Linked DNA regions of Sus scrofa: region 2 is linked to region 1. The links are chromatin contacts, called in public HiChIP or PLAC-seq maps. All regions are on one chromosome and are shown on one strand. The core of a region is the stretch at or near the end of the contact, and the rest is flanking DNA. Distances in the headings are between cores, read along the strand shown. Region 1 overlaps EYA3 (eyes absent homolog 3). Region 2 has its middle 40 kb from the start of PTAFR.

Evidence for each region. HiChIP or PLAC-seq counts read pairs in DNA pulled down with a chosen protein or histone mark.
Region 2: a contact with region 1 is called in an H3K27ac HiChIP or PLAC-seq map of alveolar macrophages. The contact joins two enhancer-like sites. A contact is called at or near these places in 1 of 47 Hi-C or Micro-C datasets (alveolar macrophages) and 1 of 2 datasets of contacts at active chromatin or transcription factors (alveolar macrophages).

The regions. Positions count from the first base shown.
Region 1 is chr6:85,093,460-85,098,653 of Sscrofa11.1, reverse strand. EYA3 (eyes absent homolog 3) reads left to right here. Exons shown (of 18, transcript XM_021095661.1): 18 at 1-3,245. Among named protein-coding and RNA genes, the nearest start is that of XKR8, 11 kb to the right of the region's middle. Within about 2 kb of position 2,348, at least 13 of the 83 cell types and tissues checked have an H3K27ac peak or open chromatin away from gene starts, as enhancers often do. A contact at or near this core is called in alveolar macrophages, where this site is marked.
Region 2 is chr6:85,230,020-85,235,310 of Sscrofa11.1, reverse strand. No RefSeq gene overlaps it. Among named protein-coding and RNA genes, the nearest start is that of PTAFR, 40 kb to the left of the region's middle. Within about 2 kb of position 2,355, at least 3 of the 83 cell types and tissues checked have an H3K27ac peak or open chromatin away from gene starts, as enhancers often do. A contact at or near this core is called in alveolar macrophages, where this site is marked.

The sequences.
Region 1 (5,194 bases), core at 1,099-3,598:
AGGCTTTGCTGTTTGCTGTATCCTAGAAGCTTCAGTCCCCTTCCCAGTCCCTCTTCCCCTTTCACCAAATGGCACAATCCTAGCAACTCCTTCTTTGAGACAGTAAATTATAAGCCTTCAGCTTGACTCTTAGAGATGATGCCCCAGGAGGCTTACCTCCAAACTGGAGAGAAGGAACTAGAGCTTCTTAGGAATTCCCACTTCTTTGGCTCTTGAAACAGGAAGATTCCACCTTTTTTTCCCCACAGAGAAGCACCCCTCCCCAACAGATGTGTGCCCCCCCCCAGCCTTCCCCATTCTTTGTCGTCATTGCTGGACCGCTGCCCCTTTCCTGCCATCTGTACCTCACATCCACTTCCATGCCACTCTGGCCAGTCCCTGGGCTTCAGACCCAAGTAGTCAAATCAAGTCTGAGAACAGACTCATAACCACATTATGGCCAAAACTGCTAAGGGATTTGAATTCCTTTGAATCCTTTAAGCCCTATGAAGATGTTCTGGGCGTATATTTACCCAGATTTTGGCCTGAAACTGAAGAGCAGATTGCTATGATCCAAACCAAGTTTTCCCATGGAACACCCTTCCTGCTTCTCAAATCCCATTCTAAAATGGGAAACCAGAAAGCCAAAAAGACTTCCCTGATTTAAATGGGGTTGTGGACCCTCTATTCCATGCCTGAAAACTTTAATCTTGGGCCAAATGCAAGAACATCTCTCAGCCTGACCTCCGGGGAGATTGGTGGGTACCCAGGCACTAGTCCCATCCTTCTAGCCCAGTTGTGTGTGCAGATGCCCCGTCCCTCCAAGACCAAGCTGGGCGTCTGCTCGGCGAAATAAACTTCCCTAGAGCTGAGGAAGTTCAGCCTCTCCCAGGTTGCACAGAGAGATGGTTATATAAGCACCTCGGAGAGAAGCAGTCTGGGTCCTTGGTGGTGGCATTCTTGACCAACCCATACTGTTAACTGCTTGTGCTCAGAGATTCTGCATAGCCATTTCCAGAGATGATGTAGCACAAAGGGGCCAGACTCCTTCCAATGCCAGATCACCCAGAAAGGCTGGTATCTACATTCCTTCAGAACTGACTGAGAAAGGGCTTCATGACTCAGTTTTAGGGAAGAGGTTTTTGGAGAGGAGCTGAAGTCAGTGCTCATTACTTAGCTGGCTCTTGGCCTGTTTCCTTTGGACGGGGGATACATAATCTGAGGTGGACCTTCTTGGTCTGGGTTCACCATAGTTGCCCAGATGCCTTGCTTCATAATTGATCTTAGAAAGCTCTGGGGTGGGTCTTTACTTCCAGGCCCCAAGCCCTCCCCATACTGGCAGTTTAGCTGTGGGTTTCTTACCTGGACATAGGCCATCCTATTTGTGCTGTGCATCAGGCTTGTGTGGATGCAAAGCGGTACCCGCATCATGCGCACAGGTACACACACACACACACACTTTTCCTCTCCCTGCCCTTTGGGAGAAGCTCTTTATTCCTAGAATATGACTTGGACTCCTTTTTCAAGGGCCTTTTCCCTCCTTCTCTGATTGCACAGCTTAGATCTTTGCAAAAGGAACTTGAAATTGGTTAGGAGGGGAGGAAGCTCTGAGCAGTGCCACCTTTGCTCTTTTCTGGTTGTTTAGAGGGCAGACAGAAAATGAGAACTCCCTGGCTCCTCTTTGCCAAAATGAACTGTCCAGGGAACAGTGCTGTTCTTTGACCCTGTGTTTTCTTCCTCCCCAGCCCAGAGATCTGGAGAGGAAGAGAAGTGGGCAGGACCAAGAGCTCTTGGAGGCTGAGCTCCACAGGATACTGTGGGTCTTTTTGTCAAGGGGGAAGGCCTCTTTACCAGAAAGAGGACCCATGAAATAAGCCACATGGTGAAATCCTTTCCTCGCTGGCCACTGTGAGTTCTGTAAGATGGGTCTACACATTTCATGGTTAGGACTGATCATCTCTACTAGCGGGTGTGGAGTGTCAGGTGAGTCCTGGGTTTTAGAGGAGGCTTTACTTTCGAATGTAAAACTGACTGTGCCTTAGCATCACCCTGTCTGGTGCCCCTGGGGCAGCTGGTGGTGTCCAGGAGAATGGATGCCTGCTCCAGACTTAAATGCCTCTTTGGGCTTTTATTTGGTTTGGGGGGTTCCTGTCTTCTGCTCTGCAAGTTGCGGGGGGCTAAGCTAGTGTCCCAGGAGACTTGTGCCACAGCTTGTTCGCAGTTCACACAACCTTGTTCACATTAAAGCTCCAAGCAGAATCTCACTGGCAAGCTCCACCTGTAGCATATGGAGCTCCTAGATGTTCAGTACCTTGCATGGGTGTCAGTGTCACTGAACCATGGGGGAGAGGAGTAGAGGGGCGGAGCCTTGTTCTCCCTCTTGCTGGGAGAGTGACGGTCCAAGCTGCGGGTGGTGAGCTCCGGACCGTCTCTCCTCGATCCTGCAGAAGGGGCCAGTTAGGACCCCTCTTGCGCAGGCTTCTGTTTGTTGCCACTAAACTGGTTTCCTTTTTCATCCCAAAGTTAGAACTCCCCAGGTATACTGTAGAAGCCAAATCTGAATTCTGACGTTTTAAAACATCTTAAACCATGAGAGAAGATCTAGTTCTGTCCCACCTCCAATCAGCAGGCCCTCTGTCCCTTCCTCTCCTCTGAGTCAACAGCCCTCCTTGGCTAGTTCCCAATGCACTGATGGAAGCCATCCCGTTATGGACGACTTCCACTCAAAACACAACGCTCTGGACTTCAAATGCCTCACTTAGCAGGAAAAGGCATTGATTGGATATATTTATGTGACTGCGGGCATTTGTGGCTGTAGAGTCCTTGACCATGTTATATGTAATGGGAACTATCTTATAAACTTGAAAAAATAAAGTTTTTATTTTCTATATGGTTTGCTCCTGTGTCTTTTCTGAGTAGGATCAGCCCAGCTGAATAGGCTCCTAAGTAGGATATTTACAAGAAATCTGAAGAGCTCATTAGAAAGTTGGCACCCTACCAATAACTGAGTCATTAATTTCACACACACGCATACAAAAACCCCATTTGGTATAAATAAATGTACACGAGAAGATTATTTTTAAATAATTTGCAAGAAAAAGTTTATTTCTTAATTGTTTCTAAAATATATTGCTTTTCAAAGTTTAGGACTGGAATGCCAAGAGATTTGTTGTCAAATGTGCTGAAATTTAATAACTAAAGAAATCAATACCTTGTTGTGCTGAGCTTAAAATGCAAAAGCAATAAAACTGACACTTGGTATCAAACTTTGATTTGGCTTGTTTTCATGTCACATCAACTACTTTTTCTATTTTCATTTCTTTAGATTTGAATCTTACTGTTCATTGGTCTTGCCAAGAATGAATTCTTTTACTTTTTATTCCAATGAAGGAGATTAGAATTGGGTTCTAGCTCCCAAGTACCATATGGATCAGACTCTTAAGATGTATTTTTTCCCAAATTAATTCCCCCCAGAAAAGAGGGGGTTGCCTTCTATTTTACATTTTGAGCCATACTGTGGTTGAAGCAAACTTAACTGCTGTATCCTTCCTTGGTCAGAAGTACAAGTATTAGAGACTGATTCCTTTTCAAGCCCAAGAGAAAACATCTCCATCGCCCCCTGCAATAAGTATAACATCTGCAGGTTTCTCAAGAATCTTTCCAGTGGCAGGTTAAAATGAGCAAATCAAGAGGTTTTGTATTCTTCAAAAACAAGTTTGTTAGGAGTTCCCATTGTGGCTCAGCAGGTTAGGAACACGACTAGTATCCATGAGGATGTTGGTTGGTCCCTGGCCTTGCTCAGTGGGTTAAGGATCCCATGTTGCCACATGTAGTTCACAGACAAGGCTCAGATTCTGAGTTGCTGTGGCTGTGGTGTAGGCCTGCAGCTGCAGCTCTGATTCAACCCCTAGCCCAGGAACTTCCGTATGCTACAGGTGCGGCCATAAAAAAAATCTTGACAGAAATCTTCAATGGAAATTTCAATTGAAAGTAACATCAACTGTCATCTTTTTTAAATTGATTCTGTAAGATTTACAAATGAGGCAACCCCTAAATTCCACAGCTTTTTAAGAAATTATATACCTATTACCCTCACTTGACCCTTTCGTCTAGAAGAGTATAGATCAGAGGTTAGCCAAAAAATGAAACATCTTTTTGGATTTTCTCAGGGGAAATAGTCTAAAACACTGCCTCTTCTGTTTAGGCATATACGGCATCTCCTCCGGGCGCAGTCTTCTCCGTATGTGACAAGAAGAAGTATAGAAAAGTAAATGTAGCGAGTATTTGCTTTAGTGAACTGAGAACCTAAGGACCAGGCTAGGCTGGACACTAAGCCCAGGGATTTATAAAAGCCACGCCTGCCCTCTGAGCTCTCAACCCTATTTGATATCCCCTATGAGCTGAGAAAAATGATTGCACTTTTGTGTGTGTGTGAATGTGCTTGTTTAAGTGTATTCAATTAAAAATACCTTTTTCTGAGGTCATACATCCTTTCTTTCACAAGATGATAATGATAGATGGTGGTAGTTTTCGCTGCCCTTACTATAATTCAGTTGGCAACTATGTTATGTTGGCTGTTTTACTGGGTCATGAACTTCAGAAGTCTGGAAATCACTGGACTGAATGGTCTTGGAGACACTCTCTGCCTCTACCCTTCTGCGTACATAAAAAGCACCAGCAGCATCTTCCCGGGGCCTCTCCCTCCTCCCAACCCTCACCTCTGTGTCAGCCTTGTCTCCAGGCCAATATAGCTGTGACAAGCCCCGCCTTCATCCTGTCACTGCGGACTTGGTATCTGGGATGAAGTGTATCTGCATCAATGTCTACCCTCGCCTCCTTTAAGGGCTTACCAGTTTCTCAGGGAGGCCTTCCCAACCATTTGATATAAAATTGTAACTCCCACCCACAGCACACACTATCCCTGTCCCCCTCCCTATCTTATTTTCCTTTTAGCACTTAACACAATCTGATACAGTCTTTTACTTATCCTGTTTAGTCGGTCTCCACTAGATGAATGAATGAGTAACAGACTCTCCCAGGTCCCATCCCAGGGGTGACAGACCTTTCCTTCTATCTCCAGCGCCCTTTTCCTGCTCCAAACCGCAGACCTCCCAGAGCAGTGAAAGGTTCTGCCTCCCCCACATCACTGCCCATAGCCACATCCCCCATCATCCTTGCCACCCTCCCAGCCAGCTCCCAGCAAAAAGACCTTTCA
Region 2 (5,291 bases), core at 1,106-3,605, 140 kb before region 1:
ACATAGACGGTAAACATAAACATAATGCATAAGTGTTAAAGTCATAGTGTTCTTGGTGTCCTGGCTACTGTCACCTCACCTGCCCTATAGACTTGCACAGCACACTTCAGGGAACATGGCTGTGATGGAGATAAAGCACAAAGAGTCTGCATTCAGTAAGGGCTCAATAAAAAGGCAGTTCTGAGGTAGTGACTTGTGATGGCCCCCTTGCTTCTCCCAGAAGGTTGCCCCAGCACACAGGCCAGGGTCTCACTCCCACCCAGGGCCCAGATGGGTGGGAGAAGTATTTTAGGTTGTAGCCCATGCTAGGGCCCTTTTGGTCTCCGTACCACTATGAACACAACCAGCTTTACTCCCCCTGTGACATCTGCCTGGCTGTGACTTTCTCGGATGCTTCCTCTTCTTTTTGACTTAGCCTAGTATACCTCCTCCAGGCAGCCTTCCTGGATTCCTCCAAACAGGGTAATTGGCTGTCTCCTAATAACATTTTAGGTCTGGGAAGGTGCAACTTTTTTATAGCATAATTGCTATGGTTACTGAAGTTTATCCATTTCAACATCTGTCTTTCCTGGGGATAGGAACCGAATCTTTTTTTTTTTTTTTTTTTTGAAGTGTAGTTGAAGGAATTGAATCGTAATTATCAATGTATCCACGCAAGGCCTAGAATTGAGCTGTGTGTGTCTCAAAGCTTGCTGTTCCCCCAAGGTAATGCATAAACAGACTCATTGACATATACATGCACTTACTTGAAGGGGTTTAAGGAGACTCTTTAGGGACGGATGCAGAAAGACTTTAAGGTGTATTCTTCCAAAGATCCATGTAATATTTTAAAGGAAGATGTTAGGGATTTTTAGAGGATCAGAACATTCTGGAGCTGGGAGGATCCAATCCCTTCATCTTGCTATTAGAAATACGGGACTCAGAGGGGCTCTGTGATTGCAGAAATTACATAGTGCAGAGCTGCAGTGAGCACAGAGCTGGCTGTGCTTCTCCCTTCTTGCAATGGAGACAGGATTATGGGAAAGGTTGCGCTGTAATTCTTTCTATGAAGCATCACCAGTCAGGATTTTCAAGCCGTCTTGCATATCAAGAAGTCCTCCCCCTGCATTTCTTCCTGATCTCAGCCGTGACCCAGGGAACTACCAGTGATCCCACTTAGAGGACATTGGCTCAGGGAGGACCTGGCCCCTTACCTCATCAAGGTGAGTCATAAACACAAGAGTAGAATGTATAGGCCGTGGTTGACTAGAACTGGGCACGTTTGTGCCTGTTTTTCCTCATTTATCTTATATCTGTGCTTGAGACTCAAGGCCACAAACAGATACAATAAAACCCTCTTGTTGAAAGATTCGATTTTTGGGCAGACTTGGTATTTCTGTAATACAAATCATGTTTCCCCTGATATCCTAGCAGCAATCATCTTCCCGTCTACCCAGTCATCCATCCCTCCTTCCCTCCCTCCCTCTCTCCCCCATCCATCCAGGTATCCAAACACCTAGGGAGAACCTGTTTTGGTTCAGCAACTATGCTAAGCATAATTTTTACCTGCTGTCTCACTATAACCTCATAACCTCCTTGAAAGGAGATTCAGTCCCCATCAAAGTGAATAAAATAATTAGGACCTGAACTAAGAATGTGAATGCCTCCCACATTCTTGGTACAGAGGGAAAGGGGCCTACTTTTTGGTAAGCCCCAGATGTTTGCTGCCACTTTCACGAATCTTATCTCATTGAGCTCTCACAGCCACTGTGCAGAATTGATATTTTCATGCTCATTTTACAGATGGGAAAATTGAGGCTCAGAGGGCTTCAGTGATTTCTAAGGGTACGTGAGCTAGTTAGTGGCAGAATAATATTTGAACCCAGATTTGCCTTAGTAAAAATGGGTCCCTTCCCTTCTCTCCTCTCCCCATGTAACTGCACCCTTCCCTTCTCTCCTCTCCCCATGTAACTGCACCCTAGGCACCATCCTAGCTATGATGTGTGCTGGGGTAGGGGTTCCTTGAGAGGCATAGCAGTTAGTGAGAGCCCCATCTTGCTCTCTGAGGGCTCCTGTGCTCCCCATGTGGGCCAAAGCCACAGCAGCAATGATTTTCGAAGGCTGAGGCTCCTATGATGAGTTAGGGAAGGCACTCCTGCAGGTGGCAGGTGTACGTGAACAAAGAACTTCTGAACTTCTGAAGCCAGACTGTCATTGTTGCTGAAGCTAGAGGGTATATTAAGTGGTCACCTGGATCCTGACATTTCTGCCAGAGGAAGGAAAGGGGGGAGTGGGTAGTTAACAGTCGCTGAGTGGAGGGGACCTCACGTCATTACCTATAGATAGAGCTGACTCTTTCCTCTGCCTGGGTTGTTCCCCCCTGGCCCCAATATCCATATGACTCATGCCCTCATCTCTTTTAAGACCTTGCTCAGGGAGTTCTCTGGTGGCCTAGCGGTTAAGGATTTGGTGCTGTCACTGCTGTGGCTTGGATTGGATCCCTGGCCCAAGATCCCTTGAACTTCTGCATTCTCTGGTTCCGCAAAAGAAGAAAAAGAAAAAGAAAAAGAAGACTTTTCTTTTTCTTTCTTTTTTTTTTTGTTCCTGATATTTTATTTTATTTATTTTTATTTTTTTATTTTTTTTAATTTTCCCACTGTATAGCAAGGGGGTCGGGTTATCCTTACATGTATACATTACGATTACAGTTTTTCCCCCACCCTTTCTTCTGTTGCAACATGAGTATCTAGACATAGTTCTCAATGCTATTCAGCAGGATCTTCTTGTAAATCTATTCCAGGTTGTGTCTGATAAACCCAAGCTCCCAATCCCTCCCACTCCCTCCCCCTCCCAACAGGCAACCACAAGTCTCTTCTCCAAGTCCATGATTTTCTTTTCTGAGATGTTCATTTGTGCTGAATATTAGATTCCAGTTATAAGTGATATCATATGGTATTTGTCTTTGTCTTTCTGGCTCATTTCACTCAGTATGAGATTCTCTAGTTCCATCCATGTTGCTGCAAATGGCATTATGTCATTCTTTTTTATGGCTGAGTAGTATTCCATTGTGTATATATACCACATCTTCCGAATCCAATCATCTGTCGATGGACATTTGGATTGTTTCAAAGCCACAGTCATCAAAACAGTGTGGTATTGGTACCAAAACAGACAGACAGACCAATGGAACAGAATAGAGAATCTGGAAATAAACCTTGACACCTGTGGTCAATTAATCTTTGACAAAGGAGGCAAGAACATAAAATGGGAAAAAGAAAGTCTATTTAGCAAGCATTGCTGGGAAACCTGGACAGCTGCATGCAAAGCAATGAAACTAGAACACACCCTCACACCATGCACAAAAATAAACTCCAAAAGAAGACTTTTCTTAAGTAGTCCCTTCTCAGTGAGGCCTGGCCACTTCATTTAAAACAAGTTGAGTGGAGTTCCCTTGTGGCGCAGTGGTTAAGGAATCCGACTAGGAACCATGAGGTTGCAGGTTTGATCCCTGGCCTCACTCAGTGGGTCAAGGATCTGGTGTTGCCATGAGATGTGGTGTAGGTCACAGACCTGGCTTGGATCCCACGTTGCTGTGGCTCTGGCGTTGGCCAGCAGCTATAGCTCTGATTAGACCCCTAGCCTGGGAACCTCTATATGCTGCGGGTGCGGCCCTAAAAAGACAAAAAGACAAAGAAAAGAGAAAAAAAAAAAAAGGAAAAAACGAAAAACAGAAAACAAACAAGCTGAGAGACTGAAGTGCTCCCCCAAGGCCACACAGTGATGGGCTCGGTGGTTTCTGAAGGCCATGCCCTTTCCATCCTATCGCACTGACTTCCTCTGCAGACCTTCTTCATGACATAGAACGTGAAGCCCTACATTCTTCCATCTTTCAGATAAGGAAAACAAATATCAAGGAAAGAAATGATTATCCATGGTCACATAACAATAACTCCCTGGGCCAGGGACCGAACCTGCACCACAACAGTAGCCACTCCAGAACCTTAACCACTAGGCCACTGAGGAATTCCCACAGAGCCTTTTTTAACCTCTGTTTTATTTTATTTTTTCTTTTTATGGCTGGACCTGCAGCATAGGAAGCTCCCAGGCTAGGAGTCGATCAGAGTTTCAGCTGAGGTCTACACCACGGCCACAGCAATACCAGAGCCACCACATCTGCAACTTATACCTCAGCTTGTGGCAATGCTGGATCCTTAGGGATCGAACTTGCATCCTCACAGAGACAACATCGGATCCTTAACCCACTGAGCCACAATGGGAACTCCTTTTACCTTCATTATACAAAATTCTTTTCTCATCCATTTTTCCATTTGATTGCACGTTATTTTCCTTCATCACCATTCTCATACTATTTCTCATCCCACATAATATGTCTAGTATGTTCAATAAATGTCTTTGGCTTTGAATGTATTCTTGGAAAATTCATTTACAATGTACACAAAAGGCCTTCTTTTCCACTCTCCCCATCTCCCCCCATCTCCCCAGCCCCTTTTTCATGAAGTTCATGTGGTATATTCATAGGAATTTTCCCTTAGAATTGTGACACCGTTAAAGAGGGTTAAAAACAAGACAACAGGTCCAAAATGGAGTCACTTAGGCTAAACCCCAAGGCATCAAACCAAGACTTAACACTTAACTTAATTACAGTATTAGCCTCTCCCAGGAATGGACTCTTAAACCAGTAAATCTGAAATTACCTAATTTCTCAATACTAGTGAGGTAGGAGGGTCCCATTGTGGCTCAGCGGAAACCAATCCAACTAGTAATCATTCGGTTGCAGTTTGATCCCTGGCCTCACTCAGTGGATTAAGGATCCGGCGTTGCTGTGAGCTGTGGTGTAGGTCACAGTTGAGGCTCATATCTTGCACTGGTGTGGCTGTGTGCAGCCCAGCAGCTGTAGCTCTGATTCAGCCCCTAGCCCGGGAACCTCCATATGCTGCAGGTGAGGTTCTAAAAAGCAATAACTAACTAACTAACTAAATAATACTAGTGAGGTAATCTGCCTGATAACCCCCTGCCTTCTCTGGCCCCGAAAGGAGGTGACCTTGCCATAACCAATCTGCTTTTTGCTAGTAAAACTTCCTTGTCCCTGCTCCCCTCTGCCCATAAAAATCTTCTATTTTGTACGACTCCTCAGAGCTCCTTTCTCTCTGTTAGATGGGATGCTGCTTAATCCAGGAATTATTGAAAAGAGCCAGGAAGATCTTTATAATTTACTCAAATTTTGTTTTTTAAAAAGAGGAACAGAGTGTGATTAGTCTGGCTTTCTTTTTAATTTCACTTCCTGGGTCATT